Linked DNA regions of Ovis aries: region 2 is linked to region 1. The links are chromatin contacts, called in public Hi-C maps. All regions are on one chromosome and are shown on one strand. Each heading gives the region's core, a stretch centred on a gene start, on an enhancer-like site or on the middle of the called end of the contact. The rest is flanking DNA. Distances are from core to core; before and after follow the strand shown. Region 1 holds the start of MAP4K4 (mitogen-activated protein kinase kinase kinase kinase 4). Region 2 has its middle 5.7 kb from the start of TRNAE-UUC.

Region 1 (2,744 bases), core at 158-2,657:
TGGGCTATGCCTTTAAAGACTAGGAAAATCCCTTCGATTCAATCGTTTGGCCACTGGATGTGAAGAGCTGACTCTTGGAAAAGACCCTGATGCTGGGAAAGATTGAGGGCAGGAGGAGAAGGGGACAACAGAGGATGAGATGGTTGGATGGCGTCCCTACTCAATGGACATGAGTTTGAGCAAACTCTGGGAGACAATGAAGGATAGGGAAGCCTGGCACGATGCAGTCCATGGGGGTCACAAAGAGTCTCTCAGACTTGACTGAACAACAACTTCTCTTTCAGCTTCCTCAGCCCTAAAATGAGGTTAGCATCACCCTAGGGCCATAGGAGGGCTTCAGTAGACACTGTGTGTAAACTAAGTACTGGTAAATAATGATGCTGGCGAAGCCCGATCGCAAAGGCCTTGGAGTTTCATCCTGTGAGCCCCAGTTCTCAAACTTCCCGTCGCAGCAACTCAGCATCGCCTGTACAGAGAATGAGGCCTCTCAGGCCTACCCCACACTTGGTGGATCAAACTCTGGAGGTGGGGTAGGCGATCAGCGCCTTTGCAGTCCCTTTCGGTGATTCTTGGACCCTGCGGTGAGGGAATACGGAGCCATTAGGGTGTTTGGCCAGCGGAGTGACAGTGATGCAATGACTGTTTGCAGACCATTTATTCACGTTAAACAGGATGAAACTGTCTAACTGCTGACTGGCTTCCAAAGTTGCCGGAAGAAGCCTGTCCATCGCTCCTCAGCGATCTCTAGGCACAGAACTTGGGGCAAGACTCCTGGTCCTCGCCTCGTCCACAGTGAGGAACTCGGGGCAAGGCAGTGAACGGAGCGGTTCGGATTCAGTTTCCGCCTAAAGTCTCGGGACGCGTCGGCCGAGTGATGCTCGGCGAATCCCCAACTACAACGAGGTCACCGGTTCAGCCTGGAAAAGAAGAGAAAGGACCCGAGAAGCCGCTAGGGAAACCGGAAACGAGGGTCTTCAGGGGCAGACTCGGCGGTGGGGGACGCGAAGGGAAGAAGGGGGGCGCGGGGGCCGGGCGGACCCTCCAGCTCCGGGATCCCGGCGGGGCGGGGCGGGGCGCGGCGGGGCGGGGCTCCGCGGGGGCGGGGGTCGGCCCGCCCCTCCGCCCGAGGCAGGGAGGTGGGGGGTCCGGGCTGGCTTCCCTTTGTCCCGGGTGCGCCCCCCTCCGGCCCCGCGCGCGGTCGCCGCCCGGGCCCCACCCCGCGCCCCCCGCCCTGCCGCCTCCGGGCGCGAGCGCGCTTCCGCCCGCTTTTCCTGCCAGAGGAGGAAAGGGGGAGCTGTTCGCTCTCCTCCGAGTGCGATTTCGGTGTCCCGTGTCTCCTCCTCCCGCGCCGCCACCGCCCCCGCCCCCCGCTCATCTTTGTCTGGCGGCCTCGCGCTCTGGGCTCCACACTCGGCGGCGCCGCGGCCCCTGCTCCGGGCCGCTAGTGCAGGCGCGCGCGGGGCGCGGGGCCGGGGCCTGAGGCGCGGGCGACGCCCGGGGGCCTGCCGGCCGCCCCGGCCATGGAGTGAGCGCCGCCGCCGCCGCCGCCCACCCGCGCTCGCCCCGCCCGCCGCCCCCGGCCTCGCCCGCGGGCCCGCGCCGCCCGCCGGGCCTCCGACGCCCAGAAACACGCCGGAGACCTACTGATCGTGGCCGATCCGCGGAGGCAGAAAGGGAAGATGGCGAACGACTCCCCTGCCAAAAGTCTGGTGGACATCGACCTGTCCTCCCTGCGGGTGAGTGGCGGCCCAGGAGCACCCGGGCGCGGGGCGCGGGGCGCGCGGGGACCCGGGGCCGCGCCCTGGCCGCCCGGGCGCCGCCGCGGGAAGAACCGCGGGTACGGCGGCCCCTTTGTCTGCCCGCGTCGACGGGTGCGGGGGCCCCCGGGGCGCGACCCTTCGCCGGCGCCGCCGCCGCCCGGGACCCCCGGCCCCCGGATCGCGGCCCTTGGGCTCCCGCGACCCCACCGCACGAAGCCCACCGCCGGGGTCGCCGCCCTTTCTCTCCGGCTGTCCTGCTGCTTTATTCATTGTTGTGCTGCTTTCCGACGCTCACCCCTCCCCTCCTTCTCCTCCAGGATCCGGCGGGGATTTTCGAGCTGGTAGAAGTGGTGGGAAATGGCACCTACGGACAAGTCTATAAGGTCGGTGCGGGCGCCTCCTTTGTTTCCCGGGGACGGGTTGAAACTTCTGGTCCGGGGGCGCCGGGGGATGGACACGCCGCCGCCCGGAGGCCACGCCGCGCGGCTGAAGTTGGGAGAGGGGGCTTGCCTCGTCGTCCCGCTGTTTTTTAGCAGAGTTTATATTCACACTGGCCTGAAAAGACCTCATTTCCTGGCTCTCAGATAAGGAAATAACGCTCCACTCTCAGGCATGCACTTCCATAAAATGGAAAAGCGTTTTTTTTTTTTTTCCATCAGGCAGCCTACATGCCCCCCCCCCCCCCCCCCACCCCCGTTTTTCCCAGATCTGGCCTTCGGAGTTAGTGTGTTCATTAAAATTCAGAATAGGCAGGCCTCGCCTGTGATTATCCCAAAGCACTGCCTTGGCCTTGAGAATTGTCTTCGTGTTGCCTTGTTTGAATGTTCGCCGGGAGCCCAGGGAGCGGAGTTTGCTGATACCTGGTTCTGCTTTATCACCAGCATACGTTCTACCGATGGGCGCATATTTTGGGGAACAGGGGAGGGCTGTGTGTTTGGGTAGCAGGAGCAGGAAGAATTACAGGGTGAGGATTATACAGTCTGA
Region 2 (2,744 bases), core at 103-2,602, 98 kb before region 1:
AGCCATCCTCAGCAGAGACAGGTAGATGGAGCTCTGATGTATTAGTTGATAGATGTTTATATATTTTAACATTCACGACTTCAAAATTTTCAGCATCCCTCAGTGGGTGATAGAAGGTGACCGCTTAATGGCTGGCATGGCTGTGTCCTTAAAAAATGACGAACAAGAATACTTGTTCAGAACTTCAGTGGTTCAGTGGTTAAGAATCCACCTGCCAGTGCAGGGACAGTTTGATCCCTGGTCCAGGAAGATAACACATGCTGCAGAGCGACTGGGCCCGCAAGCTGCAATTACTGAAGCCAGCCAGTCTGGAGCCTGCACTCTGCAACGAGAAGTCACAGCAGTGAGAAGGCCCTGCACAGCAACCAGAGAGTGGCCCAGCTTGCTGCAACTAGAGAAAGCCCACGTGCAGCAATGAAGACATAGTGCAGCAAAAAAAAAAAAAAAAGAACACGCTTGTTCAGTGGTTCAGTCCCTGGCCTTGCACTGTTTCATTAACTGTTCGTTGTATAGTTCATTAAGTATTACAGGCCACATTATAGAGTTGAGAAGGGGACCCACCAGGAGTCCCCAGCTAATAGCTAATAACTGGGCTCTGAAAGCACCTGGTGGAGCCCAGGGTCTGCGTCCTTCTTCACCGCCCTCTGTAGCTTTGTGACAACTCTTGAGAGTTAGAGGCCCGAGAGTGACGAAGCCAGGGAACAGTCGGGAGTTGTAACCTTGTTGTTGTTCAGTCGCTCAGTCGTGTCTGACTCTTGGAGACCCTTTGGACTGCAGCCCGCCAGGCTCCTCTGTCCATGGGATTTCCCAGGCAAGAATACTGGAGTGGGTTGCCATTTCCTCCTCCAGGGGATGTTCCTGACCCAGGGATGGAACTTATGTCTCCTGCACCTCCTGCATTGCAGGTGGATTCTTTACCTGCTGAGCCATCGAGGAAGCCCCCTTAGAGCTCCCTGCCCAAGGACCAAACCCACACCCTCCTGCATTGGAAGGTGAAATACTAACCACTGGGCCTCCAGGGAAGTCCCCCACTTTCTTCATTTTAAAGATGAGGAAACAGCTTTAGAGAAGTGATCCTTCCATAAATACCCCGAGGGTCCAGCTGAAGCACTTCCTCTGTCCTGAAGCCTTCCTTGCAGGGCTCACTAGTCCTTACTGCTGTCCTTTCTTTGAGTCCTTTTAGTGAGGTCAGTATGCAGTGTCCACGCTGAGCTGTTTCATTCTCGTGGGGAATGGAAACCAAAGCACCAGCTGGCGCCCAAATTGGGCAGTGACCTTTGCCCAGAGAAGACTTGTTCTCCTCTGTGTCCACCAAAGTGAAGATGGGAGGCGTCCTGTCCTGTTTCTGGGGTAACATCTCAAACCCAGGGCCTGTTGAGAGTGGACATGAGGAATTCTTTCTCCCTCTCTCCTTCCTTCCACCTCTCTTTCTCCAGCTCTTGGAAACCAGAGACAAATAGGACTCTGGATAAAACAAGCACTTCCCCAAATGGGGCCTCATCCCCCTGTGGCCTTGGATAGAGGGAACTTCTCTCTTCCCAGCCCTCTCCTCCTCACTTTGTCTCCGCCTTGAGAACGGGTAGATAAATACATCATGGGAAGCCCTACCCTAATGTCAGGATCCTGGGAACTAGAGACCACAGGAATCTGTTAAGTAAAATTCCATCAAGAGCAGGAATTTGGACCAAGTTGTCCAGCTATTTGTGGTTGGTTGGTGTTGCTAATGCCGCCTTATTCATCCCTTTCTTTCCTTTTCTTTGTATATTTCTCAACCTAAAGGCATGATGGGCAAGGGCGGAGATATTTAACTTTTAAAATAAAGAAGCTCATTTTCTATGCTCTGCTCCCCTTGCCAGGCTAGAAAAAGCCCTGCAGTGATTCTGTATAACACCGTAGACTTGATAAGAATGAGTCCATGCATGTATATGGCTCATTCACAATTTGTCCCATTTTCTGGGACAAAAGTGACTAAAGGACAGTGAGGCTGGTTCCACAGCCATGAGCTGCAAGGATAGCTTGCAGCTGACATTCTGCATCGTCATGGACTCCCTGACACACAGATTATAAACAAACTCTACTCCATCCTCCATCGGCGTAAGGCTCCTGGGTGGATCTTCAAGTCTTACAGCACCCATGGGTGGAGTGTGGGTGCCTCTTCCCCATTATCATATAAAGCTTCCTAGTAACTCAGTAGTAAAGAAGCTGCCTGCAATGCATGAGACATGGATTTGATCCCTGGGTCAGGAAGATCCCCTGGAGAAGGAAATGGCAACCCACTCCAGTATTCTTGCCTGGAGAATCCCATGGACAGAGGAGCCTGGTGGGCTGTAGTCCATGGGGTTGCAAAGAGTCGGACACGACCGAGCGACTAGACAATAGCAATAACAGTTCTAGATATAATGACAGTGATTTCAGTACATAAGCACTTCACTTCCTTCTCCATCTGCTGGAGTGAGACCACAAACATTTGAGTTGAATTAAGAGGTTGCTCAAAACCATGTCATTTCTCATGTGTATCAGCTTACTGCCAAGACCATCATAGGGTCAGTCGTCAGTTTTGCTCCTAGGTTCTGAGCAAGAAACTGGATTTCCTTTTTATCTTCTGGCTCCATGTTTGAAAAACAATTCCTGCTAACCTTCGGCTTCACCACTGAGGGTCTGATTAGGCATATAGGCAGCAAAGCTGTAAGATGAAAGACTATCACTTAGTTAATTGGACTAATCAATAACTCATTTGACACCAA

Evidence for each region. A called contact is a pair of places that touch in the nucleus more often than the background predicts.
Region 2: a Hi-C map of skin fibroblasts shows a contact between it and region 1, with 2.4 times the contacts expected there. The contact joins the enhancer-like site here to the promoter of MAP4K4 in region 1. A contact is called at or near these places in 2 of 16 Hi-C or Micro-C datasets (skin fibroblasts and tail adipose tissue).

Annotation. Positions count from the first base shown.
Region 1 is chr3:99,987,184-99,989,927 of ARS-UI_Ramb_v3.0, reverse strand. It overlaps MAP4K4 (mitogen-activated protein kinase kinase kinase kinase 4), which reads left to right and starts at 1,407. Exons shown (of 31, transcript XM_060412402.1): 1 at 1,407-1,736; 2 at 2,078-2,143. The coding sequence starts at 1,680. It overlaps LOC132659419 (a long non-coding RNA gene), which reads right to left. Exons shown (of 2, transcript XR_009599868.1): 1 at 2,056-2,744; 2 at 637-917.
Region 2 is chr3:100,085,484-100,088,227 of ARS-UI_Ramb_v3.0, reverse strand. No RefSeq gene overlaps it. Among named protein-coding and RNA genes, the nearest start is that of TRNAE-UUC, 5.7 kb to the left of the region's middle. Within about 2 kb of position 1,352, at least 3 of the 54 cell types and tissues checked have an H3K27ac peak or open chromatin away from gene starts, as enhancers often do.